2 separate regions of the Ovis aries genome follow, and region 2 is linked to region 1. Evidence: chromatin contacts called from public Hi-C data. All regions are on one chromosome and are shown on one strand. The core of a region is the stretch at or near the end of the contact, and the rest is flanking DNA. Distances in the headings are between cores, read along the strand shown. Region 1 holds the start of FAM91A1 (family with sequence similarity 91 member A1). Region 2 overlaps ANXA13 (annexin A13).

The links. Hi-C and Micro-C count contacts between places; a contact is called where the count stands out from the background.
Region 2: a contact with region 1 is called in a Hi-C map of hypothalamus, with 3 times the contacts expected there. The contact joins the enhancer-like site here to the promoter of FAM91A1 in region 1. A contact is called at or near these places in 8 of 16 Hi-C or Micro-C datasets (hypothalamus, liver, mixed tissues and 4 more).

The regions. Positions count from the first base shown.
Region 1 is chr9:29,140,964-29,146,567 of ARS-UI_Ramb_v3.0, forward strand. FAM91A1 (family with sequence similarity 91 member A1) reads right to left here and starts at 2,379. Exons shown (of 23, transcript XM_060393671.1): 1 at 2,072-2,379. The coding sequence starts at 2,143.
Region 2 is chr9:29,210,253-29,215,856 of ARS-UI_Ramb_v3.0, forward strand. ANXA13 (annexin A13) reads left to right here. Exons shown (of 11, transcript XM_060393680.1): 6 at 446-479; 7 at 585-664; 8 at 2,265-2,333; 9 at 2,745-2,846. It overlaps LOC132657212 (a long non-coding RNA gene), which reads right to left. Exons shown (of 2, transcript XR_009595047.1): 2 at 1-5,604. Among named protein-coding and RNA genes, the nearest start is that of KLHL38, 43 kb to the right of the region's middle. Within about 2 kb of position 2,294, at least 16 of the 54 cell types and tissues checked have an H3K27ac peak or open chromatin away from gene starts, as enhancers often do. A contact at or near this core is called in hypothalamus and liver, where this site is marked.

The sequences.
Region 1 (5,604 bases), core at 1,129-3,628:
CTGGAGGAGTTAATATCTGGATTCAAGAAGCAACAAGTAATCTATGGCAACAAGTGGTAAAAGGGCTGGGTTTGCATTTTAGAAACCTCACCCCAGTAGAGTATGAGGAATGGATAGGAGGGTCTTTTAACATTCCTGGAGGAGTTAATATCTGGATTCAAGAAGCAACAAGTAATCTATGGCAACAAGTGGTAAAAGGGCTGGGTTTGCATTTTAGAAACCTCACCCCAGTAGAGTATGAGGAATGGATAGGAGGGTCTTTTTCTGAAGGCAAGAGACCAGAGAGAAAGCTGATGTAGTAAACCAAAGTAGAGCCTGACCTAGGAAAACAGAGCAAAGCTAAATCCGTGAAATAACTTGTACAGAGGGGTTTTGCAACACCTTCGACAAGTGGAAGCTTATCCTAAGTGAAAATATCAATTCTTTTAATTGATGTTACCAAAAGAAGTTTTAATTTAATGTCATGTTTGTACCAGATTATAACACTGTTTGGAGATTATTTTTAATAGTTGTGACTAAGGTTTAGAAAGGCTTTGCCAACACTAGTTAAGATCGATTATTTGTTGGGCATCATGGAATCATCCATCTCTTGTCTATCAAGCTACATTTATTTTTGTGAAAGGAAGAGTAAACATGGAAACAAAGGCTTACTGGTTCTTCCAGTTGTCTTGCCATATGCCACAAAACTCTAAAGACAGAAAGTGTCCATCAAGGCCCTCATTCAAGCTTAACAAGAGAAGCTGATTCCTCCAGCTTTAGAGCTTTCTTCTTCCTGTTCAAGATTAATGTCACAAGGGCGGCCACTGCCACCCAAGGATTCGGAGTTCCTTAAATTTATCTTTCCACTTGTGTTTTTGATATCTTGAAGTGAAAGCATTTTCTCTGCCACATGATACACTGCCAGAACCTTAAATTATTCATTGCCTGGAACTAAGACCCCAAGCTGAGAGCTGCGGCAAAGTAACAATCTGTATACCATCACCACCACCATCTCAAACCCTCCAAATATGCCAGTGTTCAGGACCAATGGAAAATAGAATTTCACTCCCAACCAAGTAACGCGGTGGGAACTTGAAGGTCAACCACTGGCCAGAGAAAAACAGTGCTTTCTATACAGCACTCATCACTCCCTTCATAAGTTTCACCACCACTCCCCGTATCATGTATTTACTCATTTGTTTACTGTCTTTCTTTTCTAAAATGTAAGCTCCATGAAGACAGGGCTTTCCTTGTGTTGACTGCTGCAAATTACCCACACCTCAAACAAGGCATAGTACACAGCAGGTGTTCAACAGATATCCGCAAAACTGAGTAAAAATGACTCTCAAGCATTTGAGAACTACTTCTGAGGGAAAAAAAAGACCAAACCTCCTTGTCACTCTCTTGTTGCAACATCTCTAATAAACCCACCTGTCGGGAGGCTAAACAAAACAAAGCCCAACAAAACAAAGTAGGAAAACTCTGCAAAATCCGGCCCTGACAGCTCCCACCCCCAAACCCTAACCAAGCCCCACCTCCAGATTGTGAAAGCACGCTTTCGCTCATCTAAGCTTTTCAAAATGACTTTCTCTCTCGTTGGAAAATCTTTAATGCCCCTCTTTTCTAGCTATCTCTTATTTGTCTTTTAAAACCCATTTTAAATAGCTCTCTTACACATTCTCCTGATGCTCCATTGCCAGTTTCTGAGTCCCTCCTCTGTGCGCGCCCCTACACTATGATGCTGGTTCGTGTGAGCAGCTATCAGCCTGTAACGCAGTCATTTGTTTCTCGGCCCTTTGCCACCATCCCCAAGTTCTGAAGATCAGGAGCTGTGTTTCAAATTTGTTTCGAAGATGTCTAGCCTAGTGCCTGGTGAAACGAAGACCGAGTGCGAAGGCGCCAGGCGAATCCTGTGGTTTCCATCCCATTTCGCAACAGCCCCATCCTGCCCCTCTGGCCCCAGGGCCCCCCCCTCCCCAGCGGGTTTGGGATCGGTTAAATCCAGACCCTTAGCGGGGGCAAGGCCGGGAGTGAGCCCAGAGGCGCGCGAGCAGGTGGCAGCGGGGCTGGACCAGGTCCGCAGCTTCCGTACCTGCCTCACGTTGGCCGGCAGCTTGCTCCAGGGGTAGTTGTGCCGGATGTGGAACTCCACGTCTATGTTCATGATGCCAGGAGCCTGGCGGGGCGGCAGCGGCCGGGATCGCCGCTGGAACGACGCCTCCCGCCTGCCCGCCCTCGGCCCGTCCAGGGAGCCCGCGGGAGGCCCCGCGCCTCACACTGAGGACGGCCCGGGCTGCCCCATGGCCTGGGCTCCCGACAGCTCGGCGCGGCCCGGGCCACGGGGCACGGGAGCAGCGGAGAGGGGCTGCCGGACACCTCGGCGGCTCCAAGTTTCTTCCTAGTTTCGGGCTGGCCGGAAATGGCTTAGGGTGTGCGTCACTTCCGCTCGCCGGAGCAGGGCCGAGGGGCGGGGCCGGGGCTGGCCTGCTGCTCAGGTCCCTGCATGCGAGTGGACCAGGCAGGTGGAGCCGGTGGTACCCGGATAGTGACTCCCTGTCCGCGCGCCCCGTATCCCTCTGTCAGTCTCTGGATAAATCAATTGGGTTTGTAGTGCCAGTGCTGGATGACCCACTTTCCCCAAATGTGAGCCCGGATGGCCCTGGAGCAGGCGGCTACAGACATTTGGGTGGGATACCTAGAAGGAATGACTTGGGATGGGGGCCATAGTCGATTTTAAAAAGTGCAAGAGCGGTGAGGTTCCCGGGGGCCCCCCAACAGCCAGCCCTGAACCGAGGCCAGGGGGAAGGGGTCCAAGCTCATAAAGGAATGGGTAAGTCAGCTGTCGCCACAGTGGAGTGGTAGAGCAAAGGGCTAGTGATCCTTCATCTCCACCTGGTAGTTGCATCTTGTGCAAGAGAAACAACTGGGCTCTCCTTCAAAGGTCCAAATGCTCGTTTTGCTTTGTGGACTGCCCTGCAGCTTGCAGGATCTTAGTTCCCCAACCAGGGATTGAACCTGGGTCCTCAGCAGTGAATGGCAGAGTCCTAACCACTGGACCACCAAGCAGTTCCCACAAAGGTCCAGATCAGGACTTCAGGGAACTGAATGTTAGACAGCTGGTGCTGATGTGGGAGAGGCCCGGAGGGAATCTAAGATAAACATTCTTGCATACAGCTGCTCTGCTCCTTACAAATGTCTCCAGAGTCACTTTTAAAAGGCAAAAATTCAGCCTATCTTAATTTCAGTTCTATTAGGAAGATCTTTGCGAACACTTTCATCCAGAATTTGTTACAGTGGCTTAGCAAATTCATGACCTTTGCTACTGGCAAGTAGCCACAGACCAGTTCAGTATTTTTGTGACTACATTTCAGTTTTAAACAATGGTTTTAAAAAATATTCTATTACACACATGCCAGATATACAACTTGGAAAGTTTTATGATGCCTAGGGCACAGCTCAGCAGCTGGCCAGTCCAACACATAGCAGGGACCTCATTATGTCTGATGAGTTGAAACAAATGGGCTTCCCAGGTGGCATAGTGGTAAACAATCAGCCTGCCAATGCAGGAGATGCAGGAGACACAGGTTCCATCCTTGAGTCAGGAAGATCCCCTGGAGGAGGAAGTAGCAACCCACCCCAGTATTCTTGCCTGGGGAATACTATGGACAGAGAAGACTGGCGGGCTGCAGCCCATAGGGTCACAAAGAGTCGAGAGTCGGACATGACTGAAGCAATTGAGCATGCAGGCATGCAGTGGGTCTTCTTAGTTGCAGCACGCGGGATCTTTTTTTAGTTGCAGCATGACTCTTGGTTGCCAGTGGCATATGGGATCTAGTTCCCCAACCAGAGATCAAACCCAGGCCCCCTGCATTGGGAACTCGGACTCAGCCACTGGACCACTAGGGAAGTCCCCATGGAGCCTTGGTAAACAGTAATGTCCATCCTTTTAGGTCCTTGACCCAGGCCTCCGGTCATTTCTGCTTCAGTAGGACTTTGCTATTCAAGTTTCAGAGAGGTCAGAAACTGCAGAGTGTTGGAAGCCCCATACCAGAAGCTACCATTCAAATTAACCTTATGGGTAAAAAATATGTTTAAAATTACAAGTGCAATGAGATTCAGTCTTCTTTGACTTTCCCAATGTGGACTAAGGAAAATTACTCAGGTGTCTTGAGCAGCTGCCCTTCAGAAAGACTACAGAACTATTTCATTACTACAACAAAAATAAGGAGCAGAAACAACCTGGAAGTAGGGAGTTATCCGGTGGTCTAATTTCACGGTCTCCAGAATGTTACTCCCTGTGGCCAACAGATTAATGACTCCCAAAATGTCCATGTCTCAATCCCTGGAACCTGAGAATATGTTAACCTCACAGAAGGGACTTTGCTGATGTGATTAAGCGAAGGATCTTGAGATGGGAGGTTATCCCAGATTATCCGAGCAGGCTCGATGTAATCCCAGCGTCCTTAGGAGAGGGAGGTGGGAAAGCCAGAGTCAGAGATGAAGGTGTGACAGCTGAAGCAGAGGATGTAGTGACACAGAGCCACAGGCCTTCTTGGATCTGGAAAAGAAAAACAGATCCTCTGGCCAAGCTTCCAAAAAGATCCTAGGCCTGCCAACTCATTTTGGACTTCTAATCTCCAGAACTCTTAAGATCATGCATTTGTGTTGTTTTATGCCACTACATTTGCAATAATTTATTACCACATCCATAGGAAATTAATATCCTCCCACACCAATCAAGTACTCCAACACTCGAATAGCTGATGCATCAAATTTCATAATTAAATCATTTTTTTTGAAGTATAAATACCCTTGGAACTTCCCAGGTGGCACAGTGGTAAAGAATCTGCCTACCAATGCAGGAGATGCAAGAGACTTCAGGTTCAATCCCTGGGTCGGGAAGCCCCTGGAGGATGCAACGGCAATCCACTCAAGTATTCTTGTCTGAAGAATCCCATGGACGAAGGAGCCTGGTGGGCTACAGTTCATAGGGTGCAAAGAATCAGACATGACTGAGTACACAGGCACACATACATACTCTTAGTGGGAATAAAACCTCTTTAGCCTTATCGTTTTTTATTATGGACAAACTATCACATCTTTTTAAAAATACATATATATTTACTTATCTACTTACTTATTTATTGTCAGCTTCGAGTCTTTGTTGCCACGTGTCAGCTTTGTTCTAGTTGTGATGTGCAGGCTCAGTAGTTGTGGCACATGGACTTAGTTGCCCTATGGCCTGTGGGAGCTTTGTTCCCTGACCAGAGATCGAACCCACGTCCCCTGCACTGGAGAGTGGATTCGTAATCCCTGAACCACCAAGGAAGTCCCTGTCACATGTTTTTCTGAGAGGCAGTCTGAAAGAGAAAGAGCCCGAGGATTAAATGAGGCCAGGGAACCACCAGTAGAGGAGGACAAAGTAGCTAAAGAAAGGAAAGAGGAAATCACTGTGAACATTTTCTGCTTCACAGTTTTGTCTGAGCCTGGCCTTGGCCATGGTTTTGCCTCCTGAACGTGCTTTGTTCTGTTCCATGAACCAAGGCATCACCCCTGGCCTAGCTTGTTCCCACCCCACGGCTTTTGCCCTTGCTGTTCCCTTGGCCTTGAATGCCTTTCCCCAGA
Region 2 (5,604 bases), core at 1,044-3,543, 69 kb after region 1:
TGCTTTCACTCTTAACTAAGGATGTGTGTGTGTGTCTGTGTGTGTGTTAGTCGCTCAGTCGTGTCCAGCTCTTTGTGACCCCATAGACTGTGACCCAACAGCTCCTCTGTCTGTGGGATTTCCCAGGCAAGGATACTACAGTGGCTAGCCATTCCCTTCTCCAGGGGATCTTCCCACCTAGAGATTGAACTCTCCCACATTGCAGGCAGATTCTTTACCCCCTGAAGCACCAGGGAAACCCCTTATCTCCACACAGCCAGGGATTTGGCTGACTTGCTCTAGGTTTGGACCTTGAGCTGCAGGGACTGCCCTCTTTGGAGGAAGTCATGAAGGCATCCTGTGTCCGGAAACAGGTTCTGCCTCTTACCTTGGCTGGTATCTGCCTATCTTATCAATAAACCCCGCCTTGAAGTATTGATTTTTTTTTTTTTATTATCTTTCCTAGGAAATCATTGCCATTAAAGAGGCCTACCAAAGGTGTAAGTGACCTTTTGTTCTGACTTTAGATACTAAAGAATGCTTCTTGCAAACTACCTCTGGGAAACTAAATCTGCTTCCTCTCCTCCTTTCTTCTTCCGCTAAAGTGTTTGACAAGAGCCTTGAATCAGATGTCAAAGGGGATATAAGTGGAAGCCTAAAAAGAATTCTGGTCTCCCTGCTACAGGTAAGAGTGAAGAGGCCTCACCTGCTTCATGATCCTGAGAAACAGCCCTTGGCAACGTGCTACCATGCTGTAAAAGTCAGTGTAGATAATAAACATTTCCTTCTCTTATTAAATTGCTACTGAGGAACCACCAACCTGTCTTCTGTCCATCTAGCTCTTCTGAAATTATTCAGTGGAGATTCTTCCCCCTGTAACAATCTGCCTTGTCATTTGCAGTCTACAATCCCTTTCTGTTAGTGAGTCATCTCATTAAGCATTGCCATCTCACTTTGCCAGTGAGGAACCTCTAGGGGTATACACAGTAACATACAGGCCAGGAGCAAGAGCCAACTCATCTGACCCCAAATAGGGTCCTTCTCATGATACAACTAACTTCCAGGATTCACCCTAAGTCTAGGCCTGTAGGAACCTCTTGGCCAGGAAAGCAGGGTTTTCAGAACTGGCCCTGCGAGGACGCAGCCCCTGGGCCTCCAGCCAGATGGCATCTGCCCTCTCATTGACACACCCGTCTTTCTGAGCTTTGTGTGTTTCCTCTGATTACTTTCCATGTGGATAGACTGATAGCAGAGAACACATAGAATAAGCTTGAGCTATAGCAGGAAGACTATATGAATGGTCTCCTGCTACGTAGCAAATTGCTGCAGATTTAGAACAACACACATCTATGACCCAGCAGTTTCCACGGGCCGGGGCTCCTGTTACAGGTTAGTTGAGTCCCTGGCTCAGGGTCTCTATAGGCTGGAATCCAGGGCTTCCATCTCCTGTGAGGCCTGGGGTCCTCTCCTAAGCTTCCTGGCTGTTGGCAGATTTCAGCTCTCTGGGGCTGTATGACTGATGCTCCTGTTTTCTTGCTAACTAAAAAGACCCTCAGTTCCTAGAGGCTACCCACAGTCCCCTGTCATGTGGCCCCAGAGAGAGTTCAGAGCATGGCTATATGGTTTCTTCCAGACCAGGGTGAGCTCATCTCTCTGACTTCTTCCATCTCTGACCTCTCAGAGCTCACCTGATTGGGTCAGACCTACCCAGGGTAACTGATTAGGGACCTTAATTACATCTGCAAACATCCCTGTTGCCACATAAACATAACACGATCACAGGGGTGACACCTCACCATGTTTACAGGTCTTGTCCACACTCAAAGGGAGGAGATTAGTGTGGGCCATCAGGGTCACCTTAGAATTCCACCTGCCACTAAAGGGCTTAAGTGAGACCTCCAAGACCTTCCATGACCAACATCCAGGGTTCTTCAGGACAGGGACCCTGAGAGGTGCAACTTGATATTTTGGAAGGAAAGAGATACCTTCCCAACAGACTCATTCTAGGGGACATCATGAGGTTTCTTAGAGGTCAGAGGGGTTTGTGAGTGACCTTGGATTCTACAAAAAAAAAAAAAAAGGAAAAATGTGTTGTCACAGAAGCTACTCTGTTTATCAGTTGTGCCCAAAAGATGGCAGCAAAGAGCAGTGCTGCCCCTTTGCCAGGCTGAGTCTAATTTTCAGGCCACTGCTCTGAAATCACCGCTTTTTCGAGGACTTTCCCTTTTTTGTTTTCTTTGCTCAAGCAGGAACTCAAGTTAATAACAACGTGTTGATTTTTCTAGGCTAATCGTGATGAAGGAGATAATGTGGACAAAGATCTAGCTGGGCAGGATGCCAAAGAGCTGTATGATGTAAGTATGCGGGTGTGCCAGTCTCTGCAAATGGTTCTCTGTTATTTAACATGATTTTCAACAATTATGTCTTTCTTTTATGTGAATCGGAATTACTTGGGAAATAAGTATGATCTTGAAAGTGTTTTTCATCTATACTGTCTTCATGAACCTAAAAGAATTGCTTATTCTATTATTTTACTCTCGTGTTAACCACCTCAGATCCATTCTGAAATAAAGGGACATATAAATAATATAAATAGATAGGTGAGGTATACTTGTGGGTTAGAAATTGAAAGCGCTAGGTCAATCCATTTGGCTTCTCTTAGGCTCATGTTTTATTGTTTCCTGTAAGTGAGGCCTGGTCACAGCTGTGTATATTTGGTCTTTTTGCAAAAGTCATTTTCAAAATGTTTGCACTTGGTTCTCTAGGCAGGGGAAGGCCGCTGGGGCACGGACGAGCTTGCCTTCAATGAACTCCTGGCCAAGAGAAGCCACAAGCAGTTACGAGCCACCTTTGAAGCCTACCAAACTGTAAGTGACCCAGCACTAAGGCAAGGAGTTCACACAGGAACAGAGTCTCAAGTTATCTCCAAAAGAAGCTGAGATCTGGGATATGGAACTGAGCGGTGGGAGCAGGGGCGGCGGGTGTCTTTTACAATAGCAGTTCTCAATCACGGATGATCTTGCACACCCTTAGGGATATCTGGGGCTTCCCAGATGGCACGGTGGTAAAGAATCCTCCTGCCAGTGCAGGAGATGCAAGAGACTCGGGTTTGATCCCGGGGTTGGGAAGATTCCCTGGAGGAGGGCACAGCAACCCACTCCAATATTCTTGCCTGGAGAATCTCATGGACTGAGGAGCCTGGTGGACTACAGTCCATAGGGTCACAGAGAGTTGGACATGACTGAACACACACACACACACGCACACAAGGGATTATTTGATCATGCCTGGAAATATGTCGCAACCAGATGTGTTGGGGGGAGCAGTGCTATTGGCATCTAGAGGGTCAAGACCAGGGATGCTGTTAAACATCTCACGATGAACAGGACAGCTCCCCACAACAGGCAACCATTCGGCCCCAGTGCAGTGCTGAGGCTGGGAAACCCCACTTTGCAGCAGAGGCTAGGACAGCAGGTCAAGTTTAGGAGCAAAGCCCTGGAGTCAGAGGGCCCAGGTTCAAATCCTGGTTTTACTGTAACAAGTGACCAGATGTCTCCATCCTCATTTGTAAAAAAAAGACCCTGAACATCATCTTCCCAACCTCAAGGGATTATTTTAAGAGTTAAATAAGATGAATATAAAAGGCTCAGGACAGTATCTGGCTTATAGTAAGCATACAAATGTTTGCCCTTATTTTCATTCCAACTGACAATTGGCTAAACAGTGCCTGAGACAGATGCAATAATACCTCAGAGATACATTCCTGAAAAGATGTGTATAAATTGCTTTTATACAATTATTTTTCAAACTGATGATCATTTTAAGCCAACAAGGTGAGTTAGCTATTTCAAGACACTTAGTAGTTAGTCCTTCCCTGAAAATCAGTCTTTGATTTCAGGAAGGCTTTTGTGGACTATCAAATATTCTTTTGTCTAGTATTTTTTATTTGTGGAGTGCTTTTAACTATTCAAAGCACATCTGTACCCTGTGTCTCGTTTCAATTTCACAACAATACTGTAACTCGAATGTAGGCTGAACAGCCATTGTTACCCACAACTGCTGGACAAGGGAAGTGTGTTATGAGTAAGGAGCCATCTGTTACTTATCAGGACCACACAGCAAGTCAGTAGCAGAAAGTGGATGAGAGCTCCAAGATTCCCCAGCCTGAGCTCCTACCTCGGCTAGAGCTGGCCGCTCCTCACTCAGAATAGCGTTTCCGACGTGTTGCCAGCAGATGAAAAGACAAGAAAGCTTTGGAATTTTATCATTGCTGTATATAAGCCTTTAGGGCCCTCTGCTTTCAAATCGTGCCCAGAGTCCTGATCAAAGGCAGCTCACCCTGAACTCCCCTGGCCTTTGGGCCTGGAGCTGAATAGACTGAGCTGGAAGCCTTCTCTATGACCTAGAGCCTCTTCCCATTAGACAGGGGCCATGGATGGAGTTTCTGGGGTGGTTGTCATTGGGCATCGCTGTAGAAACACACGTACATGTGTGTGTGTGCGTGTGTGTACACATGAGTTACTGACAACCTAAGGATACTCCCTAAGCCAATTGCTCTTAAAATTAATCCTGAATCAGCAGAATCAGTATCACTTGAGAACATGCTTAAAATAAGAATTCTTAATCCCCACCCTGGATCAACTGAATCAGATTCCCTGAGGTTGGGATCCTACAATCTGTGTTTTAATCAGTCCTCTAGATCCTGATGCATGTGGAAGTTTAAGAAGTCTGCTCTAGGCTGTATGACCCTGGGCAAATTACTAAGGGTTCTGTGCCTCAATCTCCCCAACTGCAAAACTGGGATAATAATGTACCTGCTTCATAGAGTTAGTAAGGATTAAATGAATCACAGATTTAAAGCATTTAGTGCCTGGCATGCAGTGGGTGCTCAGCTAACATTAGCAGTTGGTAGGAGTCTCCCTGTGTGAACCAACAGCAACAAAAAACAGCTGAAACTCAAATGGAAAATAAGATAATCTACTGATCTGAGGATTCTTTACATGAAACCAGCTTTAAAATGCTATTAATACCTATTCATCTATTCCAGAAACCTTGCTGGGACATTATTCATCTTGATCTTTATCATTGATTTTGAGGGTTCACTATGACCATGATCTTGGGAATCTGGCTCCATAAATTTTCTCATGGTCTCTGGCTAAAAGCACTAAGATGCTAGAGTCAGATCATTGAAGTCTATTATGTGACATAGGTTTTGCTGGCATAGAGTTGAATTTTAATTTTTGGCACAAAAACTTTGCCCTTGATTTGTCCTCTAAACTTGAATCTTAACTGCTGACACTCTCAAAAATCCCAGCCCAAACAACAAAGCTTCCCAACTGTGCCGCATTGTGAAAAGTTATTACTCTCCACAAGTCTACCAAACATGAGAGGCTTATAGAGTTCTGATGTTCCCAAACAGGGCTCAGTATAAATTGTAGCTACACATACCTTCAGCCCCAGGTCACTTCCTCCCCACCGCACCTCTCATCACTTCTCCCCTCCCCTTACAAAGTTTTTCTAAGCCCATTCCAGAGCCTTTAGCCCTTTAGCTTTTATAACTAAAACCAGAGTGCCTATGGTTCTGCTGTGGGCATGTGGTCAATCAGGGGCATCGGTTTTAAAAGA